Linked DNA regions of Mus musculus: region 1 is linked to region 2. Evidence: chromatin contacts called from public HiCAR-type data. All regions are on one chromosome and are shown on one strand. Each heading gives the region's core, a stretch centred on a gene start, on an enhancer-like site or on the middle of the called end of the contact. The rest is flanking DNA. Distances are from core to core; before and after follow the strand shown. Region 1 overlaps Nkain1 (Na+/K+ transporting ATPase interacting 1). Region 2 holds the start of Fabp3 (fatty acid binding protein 3, muscle and heart).

What was found. HiCAR-type assays count read pairs that join an accessible place to other places.
Region 1: a HiCAR-type map of astrocytes shows a contact between it and region 2, with 2.7 times the contacts expected there. The contact joins the enhancer-like site here to the promoter of Fabp3 in region 2. A contact is called at or near these places in 4 of 39 promoter capture datasets (embryonic stem cells, hippocampal neurons and neural stem cells), 3 of 15 datasets of contacts at CTCF or cohesin (the G1E-ER4 cell line, the NIH/3T3 cell line and large pre-B cells), 6 of 484 Hi-C or Micro-C datasets (bone marrow-derived macrophages, cranial neural crest, cumulus cells and 1 more), 22 of 115 datasets of contacts at active chromatin or transcription factors (astrocytes, bone marrow-derived macrophages, craniofacial prominence and 12 more) and 5 of 9 other capture datasets (adipose tissue, embryonic stem cells, liver and 2 more).

What each region holds. Positions count from the first base shown.
Region 1 is chr4:130,550,863-130,554,657 of GRCm38.p6, reverse strand. All of the region lies in intron 1 of Nkain1 (Na+/K+ transporting ATPase interacting 1), which reads left to right. Among named protein-coding and RNA genes, the nearest start is that of Nkain1, 21 kb to the left of the region's middle. Within about 2 kb of position 2,192, at least 55 of the 459 cell types and tissues checked have an H3K27ac peak or open chromatin away from gene starts, as enhancers often do. A contact at or near this core is called in astrocytes, craniofacial prominence, hippocampal neurons and 2 more, where this site is marked.
Region 2 is chr4:130,306,546-130,310,134 of GRCm38.p6, reverse strand. Fabp3 (fatty acid binding protein 3, muscle and heart) reads right to left here and starts at 1,397. Exons shown (of 4, transcript NM_010174.2): 1 at 1,285-1,397. The coding sequence starts at 1,357. It overlaps Gm10570 (a long non-coding RNA gene), which reads left to right and starts at 2,430. Exons shown (of 4, transcript XR_868203.3): 1 at 2,430-2,512; 2 at 2,651-2,815.

The DNA.
Region 1 (3,795 bases), core at 943-3,442, 240 kb before region 2:
TTCTCCTGATGGAACCCTGCAACCCAGGCTGACCCCTTGCTTCAGCCTCCTAAGTGCTGGGTTATAGATGTGAGTTACCATGTCCAGCTGGCATTTACCTAAGGCTTGGCAAACAGTGCCTAGAGTCATCTTGGCCTTAATACACCACCACCACCAGGCCCTCTGATGTGTGTCTGTGAAACCTGAAGTTATGACTGCTGGATATTTTTCCCAGGCACAGGGTCTTGGGATACAAGAAGGGTCGCTGACATCCTGACGACATCCCTGTAACACAGGCACAGAGAAGGGGCAAGACCCAACGCCTGCCTCATTTTCTCGTTATCCCAGGGGAGGATGAGGGCCCTTAAGGACTATCCTAGAAAGTTGATGCCATTTCTATTGGCGATTCAGTTAAGAACACAATTTCAGACAATACCCGGAACTATGGAAGCTGCTGGCTCCTCTCTCCTGGGCGACTGTGGGCAAGAGTCTGCTGTACAACCTTACTCTGTGGCCTTGGTGCTTCTGGGAGGGTTCATGGGGAAGGACAGGTGGTCTCACTGAAGAAGTCACAGGATCCTGGAGAGAGGGCTCCAACCCGCTGACACCTATGAACCCAGGAAGGGTGTCCTGCGTGGAGAGACGCTGGAGCAGCTGACAGGGCCGTGAGTGTGGGAAGAGCTGGGCACTCCAGCCACACACCCTGGTGGAAGTCCTCAGAGCCCTGTGATCTTAGGTGATGACTCTGTGTTTCAGTTTTCCAAAGTGCAAAGATCCCAGTCTGCCCCTCATGTCTGTGTCAGGTGGATCGAGGCTTTCTGGAACCAGGAGACACATGGCATAGGGTGTCAGCTGTTACTGCCTCTTCTTGGCACTTTGGAGCTATAGTACAATACCTCATGCAATGAGCCCTACTCAGTGTTAGCACACAGTAGGTTCCATGAAGCAGGCCTCCCTTACCTGTTCCCTTGGCCCCCTGTATAGCCAGCTACTCCCCCCCTCCCCCGCCCCCAAATAGATTCTGCCCCAGCACTCTGGCTCAGGGCCAGGAACGGATTGCAAGAGGTGACTGGGTTCTGTCCCCTTTGCCCCTTTTTTTTTTTTAAAGATTTATTTTATTAATATATGTAAGTACACTGTAGCTGTCTTCAGACACTCCAGAAGAGGGAGTCAGATCTTGTTGCGGATGGTTGTGAGCCACCATGTGGTTGCTGGGATTTGAACTCTGGACCTTTGGAAGAGCAGTCGGGTGCTCTTACTCACTGAGCCATCTCACCAACCCTCCCCTTTGCCCCTTTGACACTCCTCTTCAAGCTCCAGGCCTGCCCAGGGCAGATTGGAGGTATCTGGTTAGGAGCTTGGGCTCTGGCCACACCACCTGGCTTGCTGAAGATTGCCTTGCTTAGCCCAGAGATCTTAGGCTAGAGCCTGCCCTCCATTGAAGAGTGGGGTGACGACCCTTCATTTGTAGTCGTGCGGGCTAAATAAGATAGATGGGCTATGCAAGAGCTTGGCACCAAGCCAGATATTAGCAGTGCGTGCAGAACCTTAGCCGCTGTCATCATGCACAAGTTCAAAGCGGAAATCTGTCAAGCCCACTCAGTGGGCTATCCCCTTGGGATGCCCTGTGCAGCCCTCCCTTCTCCTGCAGTCTCATCTCACACTCCTGTCCTCAGACCCCAAATAACTTTTCACAGGGCCAGACTGGAATGAAGCACCCCACCCCCCTGTGGCAGGAAGATAACCAGCGAAAGTGGCTGTGGGTGTGAGAGACACTCCCTCCTTTTATTTATCATTGAGTCCTTAATGCTAATGACACTAACACCTATGCAGTAAACTTTCAGCCTGTGGAGGGTGATGGCTGTGCAAAAGAAAGGGGGCTAAGGGATTAGGTTCCCTCATCCCTTCAAGCCTCCATAGTCGTCATCCATTCCACAGGGCTAATACTAACCCAGAGCATTAACCTACAGTGGGCACCTTTCAGGGCTGTCCAGATGTTGGTGTCTGCTGGGATCCTAGCCGGGGATGGAACTGTTACTTTGGGATCCTGAGGTGGAGGGGCTTTTGTGCATCTCTGCCTGCTGGCTCCTGACACCCAGGGCTGTTGCTGGGCAGAATTCCCCACCTGGCTCTTAGGCAGAAGTGGTTGCCGTTGCCATAGCAGTGAGGCTGGTTTTCATCAGCATTTCCTTCCCGGGAGCCTCAAGGCAGGAGGGCCACTCAGTCAGCCAGGGATGGGGCGCTTTGTCTCCCTGCTCCGGTCATAGGAAGTGTGACATCAGCCAGGAGGGGTGACCCCACATCAGGTGACTTAATATTTCCAGGGTGGTGTTTAGCCCCACTCCCCAGACCCAGGCTGCTTCCATGCTCTGCCAGGTCGGTCCTCCAGACACAGTAGCCCTTCCTATTGTGTCTTCCATGCCTTTGGCTCTACTCAGATGGGTGTGTTCCAGCCCCCCCCCCCTCCACGGGACCTCTGCATTAATCCATTGCCACCCCCACTCAGGCAAGCCTTCCTGACCGTGCCCACTGTAGCTGTCTTCCTGGACCCTTCCTTCAGAGCACTAAACAGAGTAATTTTGCTTGCTCTGTGTGTGTGTGTGTGTGTGTGTGTGTGTGTGTGTGTGTGTGTGTGTGTGTATGTGTGATCTGTGGTGAGACAGGGTATTTCTTTTTGTAGCCCCTGACTACTCAATTTGTAGAGCAGGCTGGTCTCAAACTCACAGAGATCCACCTACTTCTACCTCCCGAGTGCTAGGATTGAGTGGTTGTGTCCTGCTGCTGCCGCTGCCGCTGCCACATACTCCATTACGTTTTTTAAAATGTTTTTTGAGACTAAGAATCATACAGCCCTGGCTGGCTTCAGACTGACTCTGTAGCTCAAGGGGGTCTTGAACTTTAGATTCTTCTGTCTCAGGTCCAGCAAGTTCTTCATTTTTATGATGTTCAACTCACCTACTTTTTTTTTTTTGGCTGATTGTGATTTTTGGCATCTTAACAAAAAGAGCTGTCATCTAATCCAAGGTCGTGTGTCTTTTGAAATAGAGTCTCACTGTATAATTCTGGCTGGCTCTGGAATTCACTCTGTACACCAGGCTGGCCTCAAACTCACAGAGCTCTGCCTGCCTCTGTCTCCCGAGTGCTGTGATTAAAGGTGTGTGCTACCATACCTTGCTAGGCCTATGTTTCTAAGAGCTTCACACTTAGCGCCTGTGTGTAGGTTGGTCCAACCTGAGTTGTCATATTGTGTCCTGGCTCTCCGCTGGGAGGGGGCAGGGCAAAGTCTGTCTGAAACAGGGGGTCCATGGTGGTCCCTGGTCTCGTCTCTGGAGAGGGGGATCTGAGGTCTATGTTTTCCCTGGGTGCCATGCAGAGAGGGGAGACAGAGAAGAATCTGGTCTGATTGGGAGCGGAGAACTGAGGGCAGGGGAGAAACTGGAGGAGAGAAGCCTTCCTCGGGAGTCTTAGGCTAGGCTCTTTAGAAGACCTTCCCCTCTGTGATCCTTAATGAAGCAGCTCTCTGAGACAATCCTATTTGGTGGCAGATGTAAACAAATACACTTTATTCGGGGTGAACCAGCGGTTATATGTAGGTTTATGGACCTACTCTGCGTGATCAGTTCTCTCCTTCACCTTGAACTCAGACTGTCAGGTTTTCCTAATCTGGTGGGAAGTGACTACCTGCGGAGCCATCTTGCCAGCCCCAGTTAATGGTCTTTTTAAAGACTAATGTCATTTAGGCTCCCTGACATTCCCATATGATTTTTAAGATCAGCTTATCTACTTCTTTTATATTTTGAGACAAGGTTTCCCTGT
Region 2 (3,589 bases), core at 148-2,647:
GGCTGGGGCCGTCTTGGATAAGTGGTTCATGTGACATTCCCCACTGTTGAAATGGGAAGAACTCTAGGTAGTTCTGGGTTCTCAACTATTTGGAAGGCCGAGATGGCAGGTTACAAGATCAAAGCCAACCTGGGGAAGTTAGTGAGAACCTGTTACACAGAGTAAAAAGAGGGTGTGTGTGTGTGTGTGTGTGAGTGGGGAGTATAACTCAGCAGTAGGGGGCATGCACAAGGCTCTAGTTCAGTCTTCAAAAAGAAATCCTGGGCTTTCCTATGAGGCGATGAGCTCATGTGTCCCAAGCTGTCTTCCTATTAAGTAAATCATGGGACTCTTCCTTTCTTTTTTTTTTCAAGACATGGTTTCTCTGTGTAGTCCTGGCTGTCCTGGAATTCTCTCTGTATAGACCAGGCCTAGAACTCGGGAGATTCACCTGCCTCTGCTTCCCAGAGTGCTGGTTAAAGGCGTTGTGTCACCGCCCACACCACACAATTTCCCCAGCCCCAAGCCACACTCTCCCTTCATAGCTCTTCACCTTTCTTCTGACACCCTCTGCTCGATCCCAGGCTTTCTTCACCCTATCCCCAGCACTGATCCGGTGGCCGACTGGTGCGGCCGGGAAGCCTATGTGTAGTGGTCGTCTTGCCCTGCTCTAGCAGCAGCGTCTCCGACTGATCCCAGGGGTGGCTGCACACACTGTAGGTGAAGGTCAGGCTGGTGAGAACCAGGGCATCTTCCAGAGAGAGGCCTCTTCACTACCCCAACATGGAGGGGTAGGGCTTGTTGCTGACTGCCTGGCTGTATCTTCACCTCTTCCCAGATGGAATTCACTGATTTTCTTTAGTCTTCCTCCAGGCTCTGTACACTCCTATCTGCTCTATTCCCTTTCGGAATTCAATTTCTGGACCACCATGCTCCTCTTTGCCTTCTCCTGCGGCCAGCCTCCCGCCCTTCTTTCCCTCCCCTTTCCACCTCCGGATCACCTACACTGCTTCCTAGAAAGCCTCCCATCCCGGACCTCTGCGGCCACAGCTGCCTCTACCCTTCCCCTCCAGCTACGAGGCTCGCCAAGCTTGGACCGCGACACCCCCCTCCCAGGAGGCCGGGGTGGGGTGGGGTGGAGTGGAGTGGCTTCAGCCCAGGCCACCCTCCGCACCTCAGTATTCCCTGTCTGGACTGGCTAGGAGCTTGCGGGAGGCACATGGGGGCACTCCCCCTGGGAGCTCAGCGCCAAGACCGCCTTGCCGGCCCTCCTGACCCTAGATCCTGCGCCGTTCGTTCGCTCACCGAGTGACTTCATGTAGTCATCAAAATTCTTGCTGTCCACTAGCTTCCAGGTACCGACAAAGGCGTCCGCCATGGTGCGATGAGTGAGGAGGCGAGCAGGCACTGAGAACCGCAGCTCCCGGCTGGACAGCCTCTTTAAATAGCCCTCGCATCACATGATGAAAGTGGCCCACACCCCTCGCTCCCGAAATAGGAAGCCGGGGCTTGCACTCCCGCAAAGGGCTGGGGCCCATCCCCCACAGCCCTCCCGTCGCCTACGTCAGCGGCGCCCGCGGTCCTGTTGGTGCCATCTAACCCATCCCTGGCCTGGCTGCGGGGCGCTTCCCGCAACCCAAGTAGAGCATCCCCCGGCCATACTGAAAGGAAACTCGCCCTTGAGCTGGTGCCACGCTGGAGAAACGCCGCTTGATCCTTCTGCCGCCTTGTTTTTTAATTCGCTGTGGTTTTATTCTTATATTGTGTATGCTCGTGTAGGCGTACTTATGGGGAAGGGGTGGGAGACTGGGGCGTTCGTTGTAACTCGCGGGAGTCCCTTCTCTGCTTCCACCGTGTGGGTCCCACGTATCAAACTGGGGTTGTCAAGGCTTGACAGCAAGGGCCTTTACCCAAAAACCCATCTCAACGGTCCTATGTCCTCTTCTTGTAGAAGAGGCTCAGAGGCTCGGAGAGGAATGACGCGGTCGCCGTAAGTAAAAAAGAATTGGAGCCTGGACAGAGAGCATGGTCTAGTGGCCTTTGAGCCCTCTTGCTCCTACCAGACAAGTGGAAAAGAGTTGCCTTGGACACCGCGGATGGCTGAGCTGCCCAGCGCCTCACCTGCTGGCGGAGAACGTGACCTTGCTTCCCTCATGCTAGCCCCACACGTGCTAGCCCCTCCCTGCGGAATGTCTCCCGCCTGCGCCTTTCTCCGCAGTCCCACCCGTCGCCGCTGCCTGAAAGCGCTTCAGGCTTTATTTACTGACCTCTGAGCTTGTGCCAGGGTCGTTCTTCACTCCGCGAAGACAATTTGTCTATTCAGAGGGTTCTTCCGGCCTCGGCCACCTTAACTCCCGGAAAGCCGCGACCCTCTGCTGAAGTCAGTTTTTTCCCCTGACTTCTGCCACTAGACTGCTTGTCACCTTAAAGTACGTTATTAAATAAGACCCGACTATTGATGGTTGTAGCCTACTTCAGGGCATGGTCACACTCAACTTTTTCGTTGGTAGGTGGTATCATCCCCTTTTTACAGGTGAGTAAGGGAACCTCAGTGGAGCCTATTCCTTAGTTCAGCAGTTTCTGTTTAATTATTACCAAGTCAGCATCTCAATGTGTAGCAGGGGTTGACCTTGAACTAAAGATTCTCCTGCCTCTGTCTCCTGGGTTACAGCTGTGTGCCGCTGCTCTGGCTTGAGCCAACAGTTAATACGGCACCTGCACCTGGAGGCAAGAGATTCCTGAGTTGGGGGCCAGTCTGAGCCAAGGCAAGATACTCTCTCAAAGTAAGCTCCTGGTTTGTGCGGGCCCTGCTTTGGAGAAGTCCACATGGATCAAGGTACAGGCTAAAGTACTCCCTCTGGGAGTGACTCTAGGAGGGACCTGTCCTGACTTGGGGATTCAGAGGAAGAGGGACATAAATGAATTTCTGAGCTCTCTACACGGGACGGAGTGGTAAGCACAGAACTTTGGCCTCTAGAAGGTTGTGCAGGGTAGTCATTCCGGAACGGTTACCAGAGCTCTGGAGCCTGACCAGTATACCTGCAGTGTGGTGAGGCCTCCTTCCTGGGCCTCTGTCCCCGTGGAAGTTCCTTTCTCCCACCCATGGGCTGTTCTGGGAAGGAGGCCAGTGAGGAAAAGTCCTCTCACCCCTGTCTTGATTCCTTTGGAGAGTCTAGTTGCCAAAAGGCTGAGAGGTCCAATTCTGCCAAAGCTACAGGGACGGGCCTCAGGGCTGGGCCTGGAGCCCTGGTGACCTCAGCGATAGAGCAGGTGCCAAGGGAGGGAGGGCATGGGATGGTTTCTGATTCAAGGTCACAGGCTTTAGGCAAGGAGCCTCTTCTCTCAAAGCCTGAGAGGCCTGAGACCCAGGGACCAGAGCAGTCTGCTTACATGGAGTGTGGAATGTAGTGCTGGAGATCTGGGGCTGGCGGACAGCTGCTGGCAAAAAGATCTGTGTTCTAGACCCGATCACAGCTATACTAGCCATGCCATGTGGTCTTGAGCAGTTCACTTAAGTCACTTGGAATCAGTTTCATCTTTGAAATGGGAGATATTTGGAAATCATTAGAGAAAATACATTAAAAACTCTGGTTTTGTTTTTTTTGTTTTT